Linked DNA regions of Mus musculus: regions 1, 2 and 3 are each linked to region 4. A link is a contact called in public HiCAR-type, capture Hi-C and promoter capture Hi-C data. All regions are on one chromosome and are shown on one strand. Each heading gives the region's core, a stretch centred on a gene start, on an enhancer-like site or on the middle of the called end of the contact. The rest is flanking DNA. Distances are from core to core; before and after follow the strand shown. Region 1 overlaps Nuak1 (NUAK family, SNF1-like kinase, 1). Region 2 holds the start of Polr3b (polymerase (RNA) III (DNA directed) polypeptide B). Region 3 holds the start of Platr7 (pluripotency associated transcript 7). Region 4 has its middle 13 kb from the start of 1500009L16Rik.

Region 1 (4,487 bases), core at 1,622-4,121, 670 kb after region 4:
GAGGGAGGGAGGGAGGGAAGAAAGAAATCCTAAGCAGCTGCCCGGTCGTTGGAACAGGCATCTTTATCTCCTGCTCTCTAAGGCTTACTAAGGTTTCAAGCATCTTCTCCCGGTCTCTCTCTCTATATTATTGTTCCTATAAATCAAAGGAGGACAAGTTTCTTTTGCATGGCCTTTGGGGGTTTTAAGCACTTCCCTAGATCTAGTTCTTGCTTCCCTCCTTCTCCCTGTCCCTCCAGCTCTCTGATCCCCTACATCAGCAGACTGCTCACCTCTGGCCCTCGGTAAGGCCTGCCGTTGACAATCTCGGGCGACGCATAGAGTGGGCTCCCACAAAATGTTTGCAAGAACTTGTCCTTCTGGTACAGGTTGGAGAGCCCAAAGTCAGCAATCTGAAAAGAGAAGAGAGACCCCGGAGATCTGTTAGAGGGAAGTCGCTAGTGTCTGCAAACTGATTCAAACTGCCCAGGGCAGAGGAGAACACGTGGGCCACCACTGTGTCTAGTCTAAAGTCCGCATCAAACAAAAATCTCCCATGGCAGTCAAGAGTATCCAATACCAGTATGGCTAAAGTATAAAACATCAAAGTCCTTAATAACCCATTTCCTCCCCAAACAAAACCACTGACTGGGGACTAAGAGTTCAAACACATGAGGCTTTGGGGGACATTTCACATGTAAACCAAAGCATCCCAACTACAACAGCTTACACGAAATCTGCCACTTGATGCTTCCAACAAGCACTAAGTACAGAGGAGACCCTATCTACGGATTATGTTCCAAAGTTGCCAAGGGATGCTAAAACTTTCAAGAGTACTATCCTCTATATCTGCTATGGGTTTATTTTTCTAAACATGTATGTTTACAACAAGTCAAACAGTAAGAGATTAGCAATAATAAATAATAACAAAACAGAACAATTATAACAATATACTTTATTGCAATAAAATTAGCAAGCAGTGTCACTGTTCCTGAACTTTGTACCAGGATTTAGTAAAATAAGGTCACCTAAGGTACACAGGTATTACAACAGTCAATTTGATAAATGGGACAACTGGTAAGCAACAGTTGAGTGGGTAGCATATACAATGTGGATAGCCTGGACAGATGGATGGCTCACTTCCCATCCGGACAGATGGTGCAAGGCTACGTCACACCACTCAGAATGGCACACAATCTAAAGCTGATACACTGCTTCTGGAATGTTTCATAAGATATTTTGGTTCCTGGTGATTGATTGGCCATGGAAGGTGAAATCTCAGGGAAGAGGAAGTGGACTTTTTGAATTGTTTTGGTTTACTGTATTGAAGACTGTTAGGGATATCAGTCAAGCACTGTGCCACTGAGCCACACTCTCTAACTCTCGCCTTCCCTTCCCTGTAGCACTAGGGACTAAGCACAGTGGACTTAGCCCCCACATTATTACTGTTAATTGAAGACAGGATTTCAGTAAGTTTCTCAGAAAGGCCTTGGTCTAACTCTGTAGGCAGGTAGAGCATGATCTGGTGGCTCTCCTGCTTCAGTCGCTTGACCTGCTGGGACTACAGGTGTGTCACCAGTCCTGACTAAAGGCAACAAGTGACAATTCATGTCACTACACTCACAATGGCATGTGTGTCACACCGTGGGGAATCCTGACTTCCACCACCACCACCACCACCACCACCACCGCTGCCGCCACCTTTTCTTCATTTGACTCAAGATGAAACACACAGAGCACCAAATATTAAATCATTACATTTCAGCCTAAACTCTCCCGCTCGCCATCTGCGTGACATGGATGGGGACAGAAAACAGAAACCCAGGATCTCTCCCTATCCTGTCTTCCAGACATATTGTGAGAATAAGAGGAGAACCACTGATTGCGATAAGGTGGAGCGTGTGAATCCACCCCCTAGCATGCACATCCCCCGTAAGTGTCTGATCTAACCTCACTTCCTTAGTGCACTCACTCTCTTAAGTTTTGTAAAGGGTGTTATGTCAGGTCCTTCAGAGCATTGTGTTTATACCTGCACGTATACAGTATACACACACACATGTAAACATAGACACATCTGTACATACTACACATGCCTACATGTCTGCCTTCTCTACCAGACTCTCAGTCCCTGTGTCTGCTTCCACAGTTTTGTACCACCCTCTCCTTAGCAGCTGCCCCTGGCCAAGAAGTAAACTTGTCACTGAAACATGCATTATGTTTTGAAAAGTATAAGGAATTAATAGTTATATAAAATAATAGTAACCCCAACTGCCATGTATCACAAACTCCCAATTGTACAGTGTTGATGAATTCTCTAATCCAATTCTATTTAAAAAAACTGTATTTACAGAAAAAAAATATAAATAGACTTTATGCCCAATGTCATAAGGACACCTAACTAAAATTAGATTTAAATCTTTTTAATGCTCAAAATGGTCAATTTTATGTTATGGCAATTTTACCACAGTGCTTTAAGAACTCCACTTACCAAACAAGGAGACAGATTTAGGGAGTTGGATTTACTCATCTAAAGAAATGTGACCACTGGGCAGCCATACAAGTGTGCACCGCTCACACTTCCAGCCCCAGACACACACAGCCCCGGGAGGGTCTGTGGATTTCAGTCAGTCTTAGCCAGCCTTGTAAGGTGAACCCGCTGTGTGCTCTACCATCTCCAGCCTGATTTGCACTTGAGCATTAGCAAGGAGCTGGGGCTATCCACAGGGCTGGGGAGCCTCGGGTGCTGAGACCCACAGAAGCTGTTTTGAATGAAGCCCCTAGAATAGGCCTATTTTTGTTTTTAAAAAAGGAGCCATCCTTGGATGAATGGAATGTCATTCAAGGCAGCTGTGCACAGCCACCCTCCGAGAAGGCATCCCCCACCCCCCTCTCAGATTGCACTCAACCGCTCTGAATTCCACTTGCTTATCAAGGCCCCAGACTGCCTCTCAGGAAGTTGGTGGGAAGCTTTTACAAAGCACGCCCTGTCAATCAAAAGAATGGACCAGCTTCAGCTCTGGAGATTCCAAGGAGTCCTGAGGCTTCAGCCTCCCTCTGGCTAGGGCTGCAGCTCTGAGACTACACTAAGTTCTGGGGCGTGTGGGAGCTTTTAAACGCATGTGTGAGCACACCCATTGCACGTACACACAGTTGACAGCCCCAGGAGCTTCCACCAGGGCTGGGCATCTCTGCTTGCCTCGCAGGCGTCTAGAGCTGTGTGTTTATATTTCACCCCACTCCCATCCTCCCAGACCGATGTTTATCAGCCTCCCTGTAAAACTGTCATTTCTGCGGACATGAGATTAATAGAAATCCAGATTAGGCCATGTTCTTGGCACTTGAACGGAAACGCAATATTAATCAACACACACTCAGCGTTCTCAGACTCTGAGCTGCTAGACTCTAGGATTTTTAATGCCACAGGGAGCTTATGTCAACCATTGCTAAGTGGGGAGACACTAGCGGGTATGAATCCACTCAGAAGCCTCAGTTCTCTCATCTGTAAAATGGGGGTGAAAATCTCCTCTCCCCCTGTGGTGTCATGACAATTAAATGTCATAAAGCACATGCAAAATATACAGACAACAGCAATGGCACATTTGTCTTTAAACACAGATAAGTGACTGAGTTCACAGCACATGAGAAAGTGCATCTTATAACACCAGGGACTGTCAATAGAAAACAGAAGGTCAAGGAGCCAGTTTTGCAAGTGAATTAGTTTGAATCACAAAATGAAGAAGTTATTCTCTTCTTTGACATGAGTCAGGAAGGCGGTAAGCCACAAGGGTCTAATTAAAACATCTCCACATTTACCAGAGAGGACCAACTGGCCTTAGTCTCACAGCCTGGGGCAGCAACCAACATCAAACAAAAAAGAATGCGTCTATTTGGTTTGTATTATTTCACTCGTGAGCTTTTCTTTGGTTTATGGTACTAGTTTTCCACCAAATGCCATTACTTAAGGCTTCCTTCCTAAATAAATTCTACTCTACGAAGAGACCCAAACTAAATACAAGCACCATCAACCTAAGAAAAGGCAAAATGTACAAGAGTGCAGGGGAGGAAAAAAAACAACAACAAAACATGTGAGGGCTAAATTTAAACATAACTATGCCAAAATCATTGCACCTTAGAACTGGCCTCCATGTGGAAGAGACCTGAATGGAGGGTGGGAAGGGAAACTGCTGAAGGCTCAGGGTCCTAAGATGATTTGCTGACGATCACAAAGAAAAGCAACAAGATACATGAGGGCTCCCCAGATGCTCAACTCTGTAAAATGACAGGTCCATCCATCGAGTCCATTTCATACAGAATTCTAACGGAGACAAGCCAGGCAGTGGAAACCTACTCCTACCTGGTCCTCCAGCCTGCATCATCATCGCCTCATAGCGTCTTAGAAGACAGACTTTAAGCCCGTTCGTCCCCAGGCCCTTTACAGTAGCTCTGGCTGGCTACACTGTTAAGATTTGGAGAAAGAGGCCTCGCTGTGTTTTGGGGTGGGTGGGGGT
Region 2 (4,275 bases), core at 1,319-3,818, 910 kb after region 4:
AGGATGCACAGCACTTGTCCTCCGGGAGCTCCCACACCTTATGCTTTAGGCTTTTGTATTAATACCTCAGTAAAAGGATATGGTAGCATAATACTGAGGAAGCACAAAACTACCCCTGGCTTTTTCCCCACCTTGCTTCCAAAGTCTAGCCTCCTAGAGATAAAAAAGAAGTCATGGGTTTGATCTGGGATACAGGTGTAATGCAAGAAATCTTACAAGGAATTGTGGTCTAATAGCCAACATCATCACTGTCAACTAAGTGTAGCCATGAAGATTAGGGACTGCATCCTCCAAAGTGTCCTTCATTTCAAAAGAAACTTTAAAAACTCGGTGAAAAACAGAAATACAATGTTAAACTTATTATTACCTACTGCAATTCTATTTTCAAATTATGAATTCAACACAAACTTATTAAGGAACAAACAATGCACTAGAACCTGGAATGCAAGGCCATTTTCATTCCAGCATTCACAGACTGAAGAACTAGACAAGTACAGAGGTTATGGTATTAGGTCACAGCAGCAGAGATCTTGCTAGAAATGCAGATTTCCAGCTCCAGCCTGCCAATCAGAAAGCTGAGATTTTTTAGTTCTCCAGGTGTCTGTGATCTGGTTTACAGTAGAACCATCTTCATAGTGGGAATCCAAGATGACTTTGTAGAAGACAGCTGACACACCTGAGCCAAACTTGATGTCCTCAAGTCTTCAGCTCCCTTTCCCAACCCCTTCCAGACTACACTAAGTAGGGTGCTCTCTGGTATAATAACTCACAGGGACCATTCAAATGTAGTTTCTCTGAGTAAATCTTAAGGATTTAAGGGGGGGGGGGGCTGATCATTCTTAGTTTTAAATGATTTGTCTTACATGTGAGTATGGGGATCAGAGGACAGCTCTTTAGAGTTGCTTCTCTCCTTCTACAATGTGGGTCTTGGGGGCTGAACGCGGCTTTTCAAGCTTTGTGGCAGGTGACTTAACATACTGAGCCATCTTGGTGGCCTGTAATTTTTTTCTTTCTTTCTTCACTTAGTTTCAGAAGTCTATCAGCACAACGTTTAGATACAAGCACTGAAATTTAACTAGCTAACTCTGTACGCAGATTACCTTGGACCAGGTTTAAAAAAAAAAAAGAACACATATTATTAGATGGTGCTAATTATACAGGTGAACTATTAAATAGTTCAACTATTAAATGGCCAGGAGCATTGTACACACTCATGTGACACCATCCATCTCCACAATTTTTGTATGTTCCCAAACTGAAACTCATTTAAAAACTGTTGGCATCTTTTACCTCTTCTTCCCATGGGATTTTTCTTACCATTGGACTTGCATGAACTCATTTCCAATTTCAGTGACAAATCCTTTTGTCTTCTACCAACTGTGTGTTTACTATTCATAGAGATTTTTTATAGGTGTATCTAATTTTTTAAAAATTAATGGAATACAACTTTTAGCAATTCTTATGCTTTCTCCGTTGCCATCCTTGAAATCTTTCACCAATCAATGTTATTAATACATTACCTTTTCTTTGGAGACAGGGTTTCATGTAGCCCAGGCTGGCCTCGACCTTGTTAGGTAGCCAAGGATGCCCTTGAATTTCTGGATGCCCTCCTACCTCTAGCTTCTAAATGCTGGGATTATAGGTGTCTGTGCTGCCGTGGGAGGATTATGTGCAATCCTTCGTTTATTCGGTGTAGTGGTAACAAACTCCGTCCCTCTGACGTTTCCTTCTAGTGTTTTGTTAAGGTATATTTCATCGACATAGGATTTAAACATATTTTCCCCCAAACCGTTAATTAACTATTCTAATATAATTTATTGGGTTTTCCCTAAGAGGATCTTGGACCTCATTCTTCAAACTCCCTGAGACAGTGAGGTTGTGATCCTACCACCTCTACATACCAAATGCTGGGATTAAAGTCGTGGGCCCCTACACCCTGTCATAGCAGGAATCAACCCCAGGTGCTCTGGAAGAGCAACCAGTAGTCCTCAATCCCTGAGCCGCCCCTGGGTCCTAAGTCACTGATCAGGTCGCTCCCGTTTAAACCCTTCAATGGTGCTTTACTATTCCCAGGGAGAAAGTCTAACACCTTCTAAGAGTTAACACATTTCAGAATCAGGAAGGCATCTTTTACTGCCCCCTGGCTGTCCTGGAACTCACTTTGTAGGCCAGGCTGGCCTCGAACTCAGAAATCCGCCTGCCTCTGCCTCCCGAGTGCTGGGATTAAAGGCGTGCGCCACCACGCCCGGCTGATGCCTGTTCATTACACGCAGGTACCACCAATTATTTAAGCAAGGACTTTTGCTCTTCTGTACTACACAACATACAAGCAGTTTAGACTGAGTTAATTGAAATCTCTGCTTTAGAAGTTCATGTTGTGACTAATGTGTATTATCGAGTCATTTTTCAGATTAGTTATACAGTTAGAACTACTATACTTTGCCGTATTCAATCATTCTGGGGATACTGGAAATGAGCCTGTCAAGAGGCTAGGATTAGCCCGGCGAGACCTCGGAAGTACACCAGTGGGTGTAGTTTTCCACATCCGGCTCGGTCACTTCCGGGTTCCTCCGCAGGTTAGGCCCTGACCAGGCGGAACCTTTTGAAACGCCTCCCCGTAAACAAGCGCCACGGGGACACCGGAGGAGAACGCACACCACTCTCCGCGTGCTACTTGCTTGGAGCCGCACGGGCGGATGTGAACATTCTGCCGACTTCTTCCTCTACCGTGAATGGAATGGATGTTCTAGCCGAGGAGTTCGGGAGCCTGACTCCGGAGCAGCTGACTGCGCCGATCCCGACTGTGGAGGTAAGTGCCGTGAGCGCAGGCAGCGGAAGAGGTTGGAGACGACTAAGGAGGCGTTGCCGGGAGAGTTTTCAGGATGACGAGGGCGGGTCCCTGGGCTTCTACGCATGCTCAGAACTTCTGCACATGCTCGGAGCTCCGGGTGTGTGAGCTTTTACCAGGTGTGGTTCTTGAGCGTTTGTAGCAGCAAGTACAGATCTCTCAGTAGCGTCCTACGTTTAGAAGCTTAGCGAATGGCTCTCGGGTAAAGCTTTTCTAATTTAAGTGTGCACTGGCAAGAATTGGTCCTTGTGTATTCTCTCAGGAACCAATATCTTCTTGCCGATCTCACCTGGAAGGACACAGAGATCCTGAGAACGTAGGCAATGTTCTTGAGGTCCCATAGCCGGCTTTGGTGCTAAAAGTAAATGGGAATCTCACCCTTGTCATCATTTTCCTTTTACTCCACAGTTTCTTTGGACTGCAGGTTTAGTTTAAGTACCTTGACTATCCCTTCGTCCCCCATTTTTGATCTTGTATTTTCTTAGGGGCCCCTATAGCTTTCATCAGATTCTTAAAAGTTAAAGGATAATTGCTTCACGGTGAACTGCCTAAGGAAGTGCAGTTATTGACATGATTTTGTTTCCTGAGAAGGTATATAAATTCTCACTGAACCTTGACATCTTTGGCACAGAATAGGGACATCTAGGACTGAAGATGGTCGAGGAAGAAATTCAGGCAGAGGAACAGGTTGTACATGACCCCAGACACACCATCAGTTGTTTCAGGGGAACAAATAAATCTAGTGGAGCTAGGGGAAGAGGGCAGTAAAAGATGCCTTCCTGATTCTGAAATGTGTTAACTCTTAGAAGGTGTTAGACTTTCTCCCTGGGAATAGTAAAGCACCATTGAAGGGTTTAATTGGGAGCGACCTGATCAGTGACTTAGGACCCAGGGGCGGCTCAGGGATTGAGGACTACTGGTTGCTCTTCCAGAGCACCCGTGGTTGATTCCTGCTATGACAGGGTGTAGGGGCCCACGACTTTAATCTCAGCATTTGGTATGTAGAGGTGGTAGGATCACAACCTCACTGTCTCAGGGACTTTGAAGAATGAGTTCCAAGATCCTCTTAGGGAAAATACACAGTATTTGTCTTTGTGTTTGGCTTATTTCTCAGTGTTCCCCTACTCCTAATCAACAGGACCTGCAGCCCATGCAGCAAAGGATAGTTAAGAATGTAGCCCAGTCCAAAACTGCAGACTTAACTCCAAGCTTTATGAGTGTTATTTTATTTTACTTTTAATATTTTTGGTATGGCTCTCCAGGGAGAGTTTTGTAGATCACAGCGTCGTGTTACAGTGTTGCTGTAAGGAACCTTCCTCACAATCGTCCTTAATTGCAGCATGAGCTGGAACTCTCGGTGTCTTCCAAATGGGCCACTACACTGCTTTCTGGTCCTTCTGTCTGTGTTTCCCAGCCCTAACTCAGCT
Region 3 (4,355 bases), core at 422-2,921, 840 kb after region 4:
AGGAAGGTTCATTTAGACCCATAGTTTACAGCCAGCCTTGTAGGACGTCATGGAGACTCTTCCTTTTCACAACAGACACTTCTGCAGCAGGCAATGTTGCTGTCTTTGTTAGGGTTTCATGCAGTGAAGAGGCACCATGACCAAGGCAACTCTTAAATATTTCATTAGGACTGGCTTACAGTTTCAGACATTCAGTCCCTTATCATAACCGCAGGAAGCATGGCAGGGTCCAGGCAGACACCATGCTGGAGGAGCCAAGAGTTCTACATCTTGATCCAAAGGCAGCAACAGGAGACTCTTCCACAGGCAGCCAGGAAGAGGCTCTGATTTCCACACTGGGCAGAGCTTGAGCATAGCCAACCTCAAAGCCCAGTGACACACTTCCTCTAACAAGGCCACACCTCCTAATAGTGCCACTCCCTGTGAGCCAAGCATTCAAAGACATGAGTCTAGAGGGGGGTGGGGGGAGGCAGCAAACCTATTCAGACCACCACAGGGTTAGGGTTGGCTAGCTCATTGAATGTTACCCAGGCTGAAACTGCTTTCAGTATTCTCTCGGGCTCTGTTTTAGCCGAGCCTACATCCTATGATACTGTCTGCAGTCTTCTGAGCTCCTGTCAGTGTTGGTATTTTGACATTCACAATATTATCTTCAAAGACTCTAATCACAGAGCCCCATAACACGCTAATATTGATGAAAATTTTGAAATATTATGAGAATAACCAAATTGTAACACAAAATTAAATGAGAACATGCCTTATGGGAAATGGCTCTGGTAAACTGCTTTACGGGAAATGGCACTGGTAGACCTGCCTTGGAAGATGCACGGTTCCCAAACCTTTCACTTAAAAAAAAAAATCACAATTTTCAACCTGATAACAAAATCTAGGTAACACTGTTTCTAAATAAGCAAATTATCTGAACAGATACTTTTCAAAAGAAGAAATACAAGTCTGGAACTAATAGAAAAAAATACTTACCATCTTTAGCCCAGAGAAATGCAAATACAAGCCACAATGAGATTCTATCTCCTCTCAGAATGACTACCAAAAACAAAAACCAAAAAGGTGGTAAGCATCAAAAGAGAGAAGGTAGAGAAACATATAGAATGAATGTCCATTGTGATTCTTAATTTTTAAGATTTTTAAAAATTATTATTTATTTTATGTATGTGAGTCCACTATAGCTGTCTTCAGACACACCAGACGAGGGCATCAGATCCCATTACAGATGGTTGTGAACCACCACGTGGTTGCTGGGAATTGAACTCAGGACCTCTGGAAGAGCAGTCAGTGCTCTTAACCGCTGAGCCATCTCTCCAGCTCCCATTGTGGTTCCCTAAAATCTTGATCTTTATATGACCTAGCTTTCCCACTTTTGAGTATATATCCAAAGACAACTAAAACAGAGTATCAACAAGATGTCTACATGCCCATGTTTAATCATGACAGTATTCATAATAGCTAAGACACTAAGTGACCCTAAGGGCCCTTTAATAGATAAAGAAAATGTGATCTATGTTCACAACAAAATATCATTCAGCCATAAATAAGAATGTCCACAACAAGATCCTATTGCAGAAAACACCACACCTGGTAGTTGTAAGCATGATGAAACCGAGCTGGAATTGAGCTGGAATGTCTCCCCTGACTTGCTCTCTTCAATAGTGCTGGAAAGTGATGTGCAGGTGGCTGGGGTTTGGGCATGGGGGAGTTGTTAAGGCTACCAACTGTGTTACATACCTGTGTACACTATATGCCATACTATTGGTCTGCCAGGCAAGACATGCCTGTGCATGCAGTCATGGCATGGTTGCTATAGAGGTAAACAACTGCTCTCTGATTGGACTTGAGGCCTGCACCACAGGAAGAAATTCATATCTGCTACTGTAAACAAGGTCAAAAGCCCATGGCCCAGGAGGTCATAGGCCCTAGAGGAGAAGCTACTACTGTTGTTCCTAAATGAGCTAGGAAGCCCCAGAGCTAGCTAGCTAGCGAGGTTTCCCACCAGTACTCTCTGGATATGATTAAAAGCCCTTGCCTCAAAGAATATGGTGAAAGAATGGTTAAAACTGATTCTAGACATCAACCTTAAGCTCCACATATGTACGCATACATGTGCATGTTTCCACACATGTGTGTCCACACACATGCAAATACCTACATACTACACACACATATAACACACATACACAATCACACACACAGAGGACAGGACAGAGAGAGGTTGGGGGAGATGTGAATAGAGGTTGGGTTTCATTAGTGCACACTGCATGCATGTGTGGAAATGTCACACTGGATGCCATTAACATGTATAATTAATATATGTTAATAAAAATGAAACAATTCTCTGAAAATGAAATTATCTTAAGAGGACAGTAAAGTGAAGTGCAATAAACTAGTTGTACCAGTTCCTCTCTGCAGCCTGGGGAGGGAAGGTCACCTTCTCTCTTCTCTCTCCCCTCTTTCCTTCTCCCTTTCCTTCCAGCTTCAGTCTCTCCACATGACGAGATAAAACACACTAAAATTTCAAAATCAGTGTCCTGAGGAAATTTAAGGCCTTACCCAAGATCTCCACAAGTTGCTTGGAAACATCTTTTCTGAAGTTTACTATCCTAGCCACTTCAGACTCCATGAACTTGTACATTGAGATGGTCTACCTTCCCGTCTCTGGTCCTATGTGCCTATGCAGGCAATAGTGACATGATGCTATGAAAGCAAACAACTGCTCTCTGATTGGCTGTGAGGCCTGCACCACAGGAGGAAATTCATGTCTGCTACTATAAACAAGGTCAAAAGCCTATGGTCCTGGAGGTCATAGGCCCTAGGGGAGACTGTTATAGATGGAACAGCAGCCCTTCTTCAGTCTCTATGGAAACATCCCCCACGCTCACTTAGAAGGCAGTCTAAATACATAGATATGGTCAGAGACATTGGGGAACTGAAGAGAAATTTAGACAGCTTCAGAGTGAACTTAGATAGCCTCGTGAAAACCAAACCAAAGCAAACTCTGGGGCACGGATGCTAGGAAATGTGTTCCCCTTGGCTGCTCTGCTGGGTGGAGTGCCTCCCTGGGCCCTCCCACTTCCTCCCTCCCATTGCTCTACGTGCATTTGCAAATGCATGTGTGCAAGAACTTGATTAAAGTCTGTATTCTCTCAAGTCTGGAATTCTCCAGCTCACACTGGTCCCAGCCTCCTGGCTCAGCAGGTGCCTAGTTGGATGAAAGGGGCATTCACTGCAGCAGAACCGGTTCCTCTTGGTCTGTTTATAGAGAGCAAACTTCTCTTCTCTTCTCCTCTCCTCTCCTCTCCTCTCCCCTCCCCTCCCCTCCCCTCCCCTCCCCTCCCCTTCCCTTCCCTTCTCTTCTCTTTTCTTTTCTTTTTTACCTGTTTTTATTCATTAACTTTGTGTTACTGTAATGAAATACCTATAGCAACCAATTTAATAAAGGGGAGTTGTTTGCTTAGTTCATGATTTTGGAAGTTTAACTCTAAAACCATTGGCCAGGGCCTCTAGTGAGGGTACTGGGTAAGTGGCCACACACCAAGCCAAGAAGTAGAGAGTGAGAAAGAAAGCCCTCACCATCCCTTTTAACTGCATGGCCCAATGACCTAAAGACCTGCCACTAACTTTCATTATGTTGCACCAACTCCTGATAGTGCCACCCTGGGGACAAAGCCTTTATACATGAACCATCAGTAATTATTCAACATCCAAACTGCAGTATTTGTTTTTCTGTTACACTTAAATGTAACATTTAATCCAGAATTTTCTATGATGATAAACAGGAACCTAGGGGAAAAACAACCAAAAAACTTCAATACCTTAATCTTTAGGTCCTTAAAAACTCATAGTATATGGAAGAAATAACCCACACAAAGGTAGAGACAAAAGACACTGGGATTCAAGGGAATGGAGCAACCTATAGATTTGGGCCTTTTCTAGTGACTATGATAAAAAATACTCTTGCCAAAAGGCAAGTTAGAGGAGAAACTCACAATTCCAGCTTGCAATCCATCACAACAGAGAAGTCAAGGTGGTATGAATTTGCCACAGTTTGTCACACCACATCCATAGTCAAGATCGGAGAGAAATCAGTACAGGTGTGCACACATGCTTGCTTGCTTGTGTTCAGTTCCATTTCTCCACTCTTATAATTTAGTAGCCTCTGCCTAGGGAATAGTACTTCCCACAGTGGGCAGGATGTTCCCACATTTATTGCCTTAATAAAGACAGTGTCCGACAGACATGTCCATTGGCCAAACCATTGTAGACTGTCTCTCATAGAAATCTCTCCCAAGGTGATAGTAGGCTATTTCAAGTTGACATCAGATGTTCCTTAGAAATTCAAA
Region 4 (4,848 bases), core at 1,838-4,337:
TGGTCCCAGCATTCAGGATGCAGAGGCAGAAAGATCTCTGTGAGTCAGCCTGGTCTATATTGTGAGTTCCGGGCCAGCCAGGGCTAGCTACCTAGTGAGCCTGTCTCACATACAAGAATAAAACGAACGAAAAGAGATTTGTGTTCTTAATTCATATAAATTGCAGTTTAAAAGCTCTCCCTCTTCTGTTATTTGTGGTCACATTAGTCAGAGTCTCATCCCTGTGACATCTGACATCAACCGACTCTCAGGAGGAGAGCGTTCGCGAGGCTCATAGTCCGTGTTTAGTCAGGTCGGTGGCTTTGGGGCCCGTGGCTACGCAGTACACCCTGGCAGAAATGAGTGGCGAAGGGGATTTGCTCACGACAAGGTTGTGTGGGTTGTGTTGGTTGTGAGAACGCTTTCCCCGCAAAGTAGCAAGCATGAGGAGGTCTGAACAGCAGAGGTCTAAATATCCCACCCCGGAGGTCGTTGGTTCCAGAAGACATCAAGCAAATACTCAGGAGTAGCTGGAACCAGATCATGGAGAGATCGATCAGAGATGACCCATAAGTCGGGGAAATGAGAAAGGCTAGAGAGAGAAGGATAGACTTACAAATGTGGATAGAAACTGATGCTCCTTTTAGGGAAACACGAGAGAAAAGTGGATCATCTTCACTGGTGAAATGAAGTGTGGGAGACAGCGGTTCTCACCCTTCCTACCCCGTGACCCCAGTTCCTCAGGTTGTGGTGACCCCCAACCATAAAATTGTTTTTGTTGCTACTTCATAACTTGTTAATATTCATAATATTGTTATAGTTATGAATTGTAATTTAAACCACTGTGTTTTCTGATTGTCTTAGGTTAGCCCTGTTAAAGGGGTCGCGACCCACAGGTTGAGAACCACTGACCTAAGTTCTAGGTGAAAGGCTGGGCTAGCAACTTGCAGAAAAACTGTACGTGAGCACAACCATGTGGGGATCTTAATGTCCATTTCATTTTGTTTATGTTGTTGGCTTTTTTTTTTTTTTTTTGAGACAGGGTTTCTCTGTATAGCCCTGGCTGTCCTGGAACTCACTCTGTAGACCAGGCTGGCCTCGAACTCAGAAATCCTCCTGCCTCTGCCTCCCGAGTGTTTTTTTAAAAGGATTTATTTATTTTATGTAAGTACACTAGCTGTCTTCAGACACTCCAGAAGAGGGCATCAGATCTCATTATAGATGGTTGTGAGCCACCATGTGGTTGCTGGGGATTTAAACTCAGGACCTTTGGAAGAACAATCAGTGCTCTTAATCGATGAGCCAACTCTCCAGTTTATGTTTATCATCATCATCATCATTATTATTTTGTAATCACAGCCATGTTTTAACAGCTCAGCAGCCAGAGATGCCCAAGTACCAGGACTGAGCATCTGACAGGGATCTGGGAGTCTGAAAGTATACAAAGTTGTTACAATTGCTTTTTTTCCTTGGTTATATGTTTCAAAGAAAGCCAGTGCGTGGGATGCTAAGGAGATAGGAAGTCAGGAGCCACTGAATGAGCAAGCGACTGCTTTTTTCCACTCTTACAGGATCGCTTGAACAATTTTTTACCTTGGTTATTGACTTCTTCTAACACATTCTCTCTGGACTGACTGGGACTCGGAGAAATTTGTTGAGCTGAAAAATAATAGCTCAAATTGAGCTTTTTCCATGTGTTTGGGGGGTCCTGGGATGCAAAATCAAATAAAACCTTTATCTTGTAAGATTCATGTTTTCACTAAGGGCGGAGGCTGACTGGAAATAAATAGAATAAGCTGCTACTGTGTGGTGCGGAGTATGCCAGGATCTGGAGAGAGGAGGAGCTAGCTCTTCCTGGATAGAATACTTGCCAGGGAGGGGATAGCTGATGAGTTGTGCTGGCTTTTTGGTGCTATGACAAAGTGCCTGACTTAAATAAACCAGAACAGTTGGGCTTTTTGTTTGTTTGCTTGCTTGCTTTTATTTTTTAATTTTTGTTTGTTTTTGGGTCATAGTTCAAAGGACTCAGTCTATGGTCACATGACTCCAGGTTTCTGGGATGGCCGGTGGCAGAAGCATTGGAGGGGAGGGGAGGGGAAGGGAGGGGAGGGGAGGGGAGGGGAGAGGAGAGGAGAGGAGAGGAGAGGAGAGGAGGGGGGAAGGGAGGGAAAGGGAAAGAGGAGGGGAGGAGACTGAATAGGAAAAGACAAGGTAACCCTGAGGATTTGACCCAGTGACCCATTTCCTTCCATTAGGCCCACACCCTCAAAGTGTTCATGGCCTCCAAAAATAGACCCGCCATTTACAAAGCACGAGCCTATGGGAGACGTTTCATATTCAACTTACCACATAACCCTTGGCCAAAATCTGGGGATAAAGTTGTCCAGGGGATGTAAAAGAAGATATCACATGAAGAAAGAACTCTTGTGCTAACACAGTTGTACTCATAAATATGTGTTTGAAGGACCCACTCACTATATGTGGTGGTGTGACATGTTTGGCCCATGGGAAGTGGCACTATTAGAAAGTGTGGCCTTATTGAAGGAGGAGTAGCCTTGTTGGAGGAAGTGTGTCACTGTGGGGTGGGCTTTGAGGTCCTTTGCTTAAGCCCCGCCCAGGGCAGGAGAGTCTTTAGGTGGCCTTCAGATCAAGATGTAAAGCTCTCAGTTCCTTCTCCAGCACCATGTCAGCCAGCACGCTGCTATGTCTCCTGCCATGATGATAATGGACTGAGATCTTCTGAAACTGTAACCCAGCCCCAATTAAATGTTGTGCTTTAGAAGAGTTGCCTTGCTCATGGCTATGTCTTTTAATAGTAATAGTCACTACAGAAGCTCAGGAAGGCTGGAGGTGCAGAAAAGGGAGGCAGGGCCAAACCAAGGAAAGGCAGTGCCTGCCCAGGGGTGGGCCTTGATCTTGGCAGAGGCAGGAACAATAACAGATGTTTGGAAGCAAGATCTGATCAGATGCAATAAGATAAAAAGAACATCTGGTGTTAGGCAGGGTGTGGCTGCCTCCTCTCCAGGGGTACCACGCCTATCTCCTCTATGCGGTACCATCTGGCTAACCCCATTCAATTGGTGTGGCCTCCTGGAGGGAGTCTTGCCAGATTTTCCCCGTGTCCCTGTCACCATCTCCTCCTGTGGGTCTCTGAGGGATTGTGTGCATGGGTATCAGAGGATACCTTATTCCATATCTGTTTCCTCAGCAGCCTGAGAGTTGGTCTTTTGAAATGGCCGTCACTTAGCACAATACCCTGCATTCTGCTATGGCTCAATAACAATGTTTGTTTCCAAACGAGTGAGAATAACCATCCCTTATTTAAATTTCCTGAGGTCATACACGAATGACAACGACCAATGACTGAACATTTATCACTTCTGCTCTGACTTATGGCCCTGCTTAATCCCCACACAAAACAGCTAACATTGGTAACAGTATCCCTATGATATGATTCTCCTTAAGCCAAATCCTCACTGGTATTTACCCTGTGCTGGGCACGCTAAGAGTCAACCTTTGTGGTGATGTGAATATGTTTGGTCCATGGGAAGTGGCACTATTAGGAAGTGTGGCCTTATTGGAGGAGGTGCGGCCCTGTTGGAGGAAGTGTGTCACTGTAGGGGTGGGCTTTGAGAATCCCATGCTTAAGCCTCCTCTTGGCTGCCTTTGGATCAAGATTTAGCTTCTCCTCCAGCACCATGTCTGCTTGGATGCTGCCATGCTTCCCACTATGATGATAATGGACTGAAACTGTAAGCCAGCCCCAGTGAAATGTTTGCCTTTATAAGAGTTGCCAGTGAGGGAATATTTGAAGAGTTGGTTATGGTATCTCTTCACAGCAATAAGACAAATTAAGACAAATTCTACTAACCTGTCCAATTCTGAGAGAACAACCTGATGCAGGTATTTATTTACCCTCTTGACAAATAGGGAAACTGAGTCACAGAATGACCAAGTAACTTTCTAGTAGATGGTGAGGTTGGAATTTGAACGCAGGAGATCTGGTTCTTGAGGCCCTTTGTTGCATAGGTCCTACCCATGACTGGAGATCAGCCCACCATCAGTGGCGGCTACTATCTCTGTGGATCCCCAAGTCCTGAGCCTGTAATTGCCTGCCCTGTTCTGGGGGTGGGCATGTTGTGAGCAGTCACTGGGGTTATTGCTGAGAATTCAGAAAACTGGATTTCAGCGGAAATAAAGCACCACAGGGAGAAATCTGACTCACGGTCGGCAGGAGCAGCTGGCTCTGACTGCGGCTTCAAAGCTCGAGTGAGGAGGGCTGAAGAAAATCGAGAGGGGAAACTGAGTCTGTAAGGAATGGGGGACTCTAGGGCTGGAGGAGACAGTCCAGGCACCCAGTGCTGTGGCTGATAGCAGATCCAGGCGGATCCCAAGGTTCAGGGGCTAGGCCATGTATGGAAAAAGGCAAACTCCAGGCTCTGTGAGAAGCTCTGTCTCAAAAAATTTAGGGGTGTAGTGATCAAGGAAGACATCTGATGCTAGCATCTGGCCTTCATACGTGTACAAGCAAATGTATCTGCAAGAGTATCAGTGTGTCCATGTTTGCATGTACACACACACACACACACACACACACACACACACACAAAGGAATGGGGCTCAGAAGGAAGCTCTGGCCTAGAGTTCGCAGCCTGAGACATGTCTAGAAACTCATTTTAAGGTCTTTAAGCTTGGAAACCCTGCAGTGGTTTAATATTAAAGTCCCTTTATGCTTTCTGACATCTGTTGTAGCATTTCTAATCAGAAAAGGATGTTCTCATTAAGCCTGTACACGCCGCCGCGGTCCCTCTGCTCACGGGGCCTGCCTGGATTAGGAAATTGCTTCCTTCGGAAATCCCTTTAAGTCCA

The links. Promoter capture Hi-C pulls out the DNA fragments that hold promoters and counts their contacts. HiCAR-type assays count read pairs that join an accessible place to other places. Capture Hi-C pulls out chosen DNA fragments and counts their contacts.
Region 1: a capture Hi-C map of embryonic stem cells shows a contact between it and region 4, with 2.6 times the contacts expected there. The contact joins two enhancer-like sites. A contact is called at or near these places in 1 of 115 datasets of contacts at active chromatin or transcription factors (embryonic stem cells) and 1 of 9 other capture datasets (embryonic stem cells).
Region 2: a promoter capture Hi-C map of embryonic stem cells shows a contact between it and region 4, with 5 times the contacts expected there. The contact joins the promoter of Polr3b here to the enhancer-like site in region 4. A contact is called at or near these places in 8 of 39 promoter capture datasets (embryonic stem cells, hippocampal neurons, liver and 4 more) and 2 of 115 datasets of contacts at active chromatin or transcription factors (embryonic stem cells and large pre-B cells).
Region 3: a HiCAR-type map of embryonic stem cells shows a contact between it and region 4, with 4 times the contacts expected there. The contact joins the promoter of Platr7 here to the enhancer-like site in region 4. A contact is called at or near these places in 4 of 39 promoter capture datasets (cranial neural crest, embryonic stem cells, liver and 1 more) and 2 of 115 datasets of contacts at active chromatin or transcription factors (both in embryonic stem cells).

The regions. Positions count from the first base shown.
Region 1 is chr10:84,380,475-84,384,961 of GRCm38.p6, forward strand. It overlaps Nuak1 (NUAK family, SNF1-like kinase, 1), which reads right to left. Exons shown (of 7, transcript NM_001004363.2): 5 at 273-392. Among named protein-coding and RNA genes, the nearest start is that of Gm46201, 47 kb to the left of the region's middle. Within about 2 kb of position 2,872, at least 83 of the 459 cell types and tissues checked have an H3K27ac peak or open chromatin away from gene starts, as enhancers often do. A contact at or near this core is called in embryonic stem cells, where this site is marked.
Region 2 is chr10:84,619,730-84,624,004 of GRCm38.p6, forward strand. It overlaps Polr3b (polymerase (RNA) III (DNA directed) polypeptide B), which reads left to right and starts at 2,569. Exons shown (of 28, transcript NM_027423.2): 1 at 2,569-2,809. The coding sequence starts at 2,738. Gm17249 (a long non-coding RNA gene) reads right to left here and starts at 2,916. Exons shown (of 2, transcript XR_380645.4): 1 at 2,468-2,916; 2 at 794-1,729.
Region 3 is chr10:84,551,667-84,556,021 of GRCm38.p6, forward strand. It overlaps Platr7 (pluripotency associated transcript 7), which reads right to left and starts at 1,672. Exons shown (of 4, transcript NR_040658.1): 1 at 1,594-1,672; 2 at 982-1,044.
Region 4 is chr10:83,707,109-83,711,956 of GRCm38.p6, forward strand. No RefSeq gene overlaps it. Among named protein-coding and RNA genes, the nearest start is that of 1500009L16Rik, 13 kb to the right of the region's middle. Within about 2 kb of position 3,088, at least 38 of the 459 cell types and tissues checked have an H3K27ac peak or open chromatin away from gene starts, as enhancers often do. A contact at or near this core is called in embryonic stem cells, where this site is marked.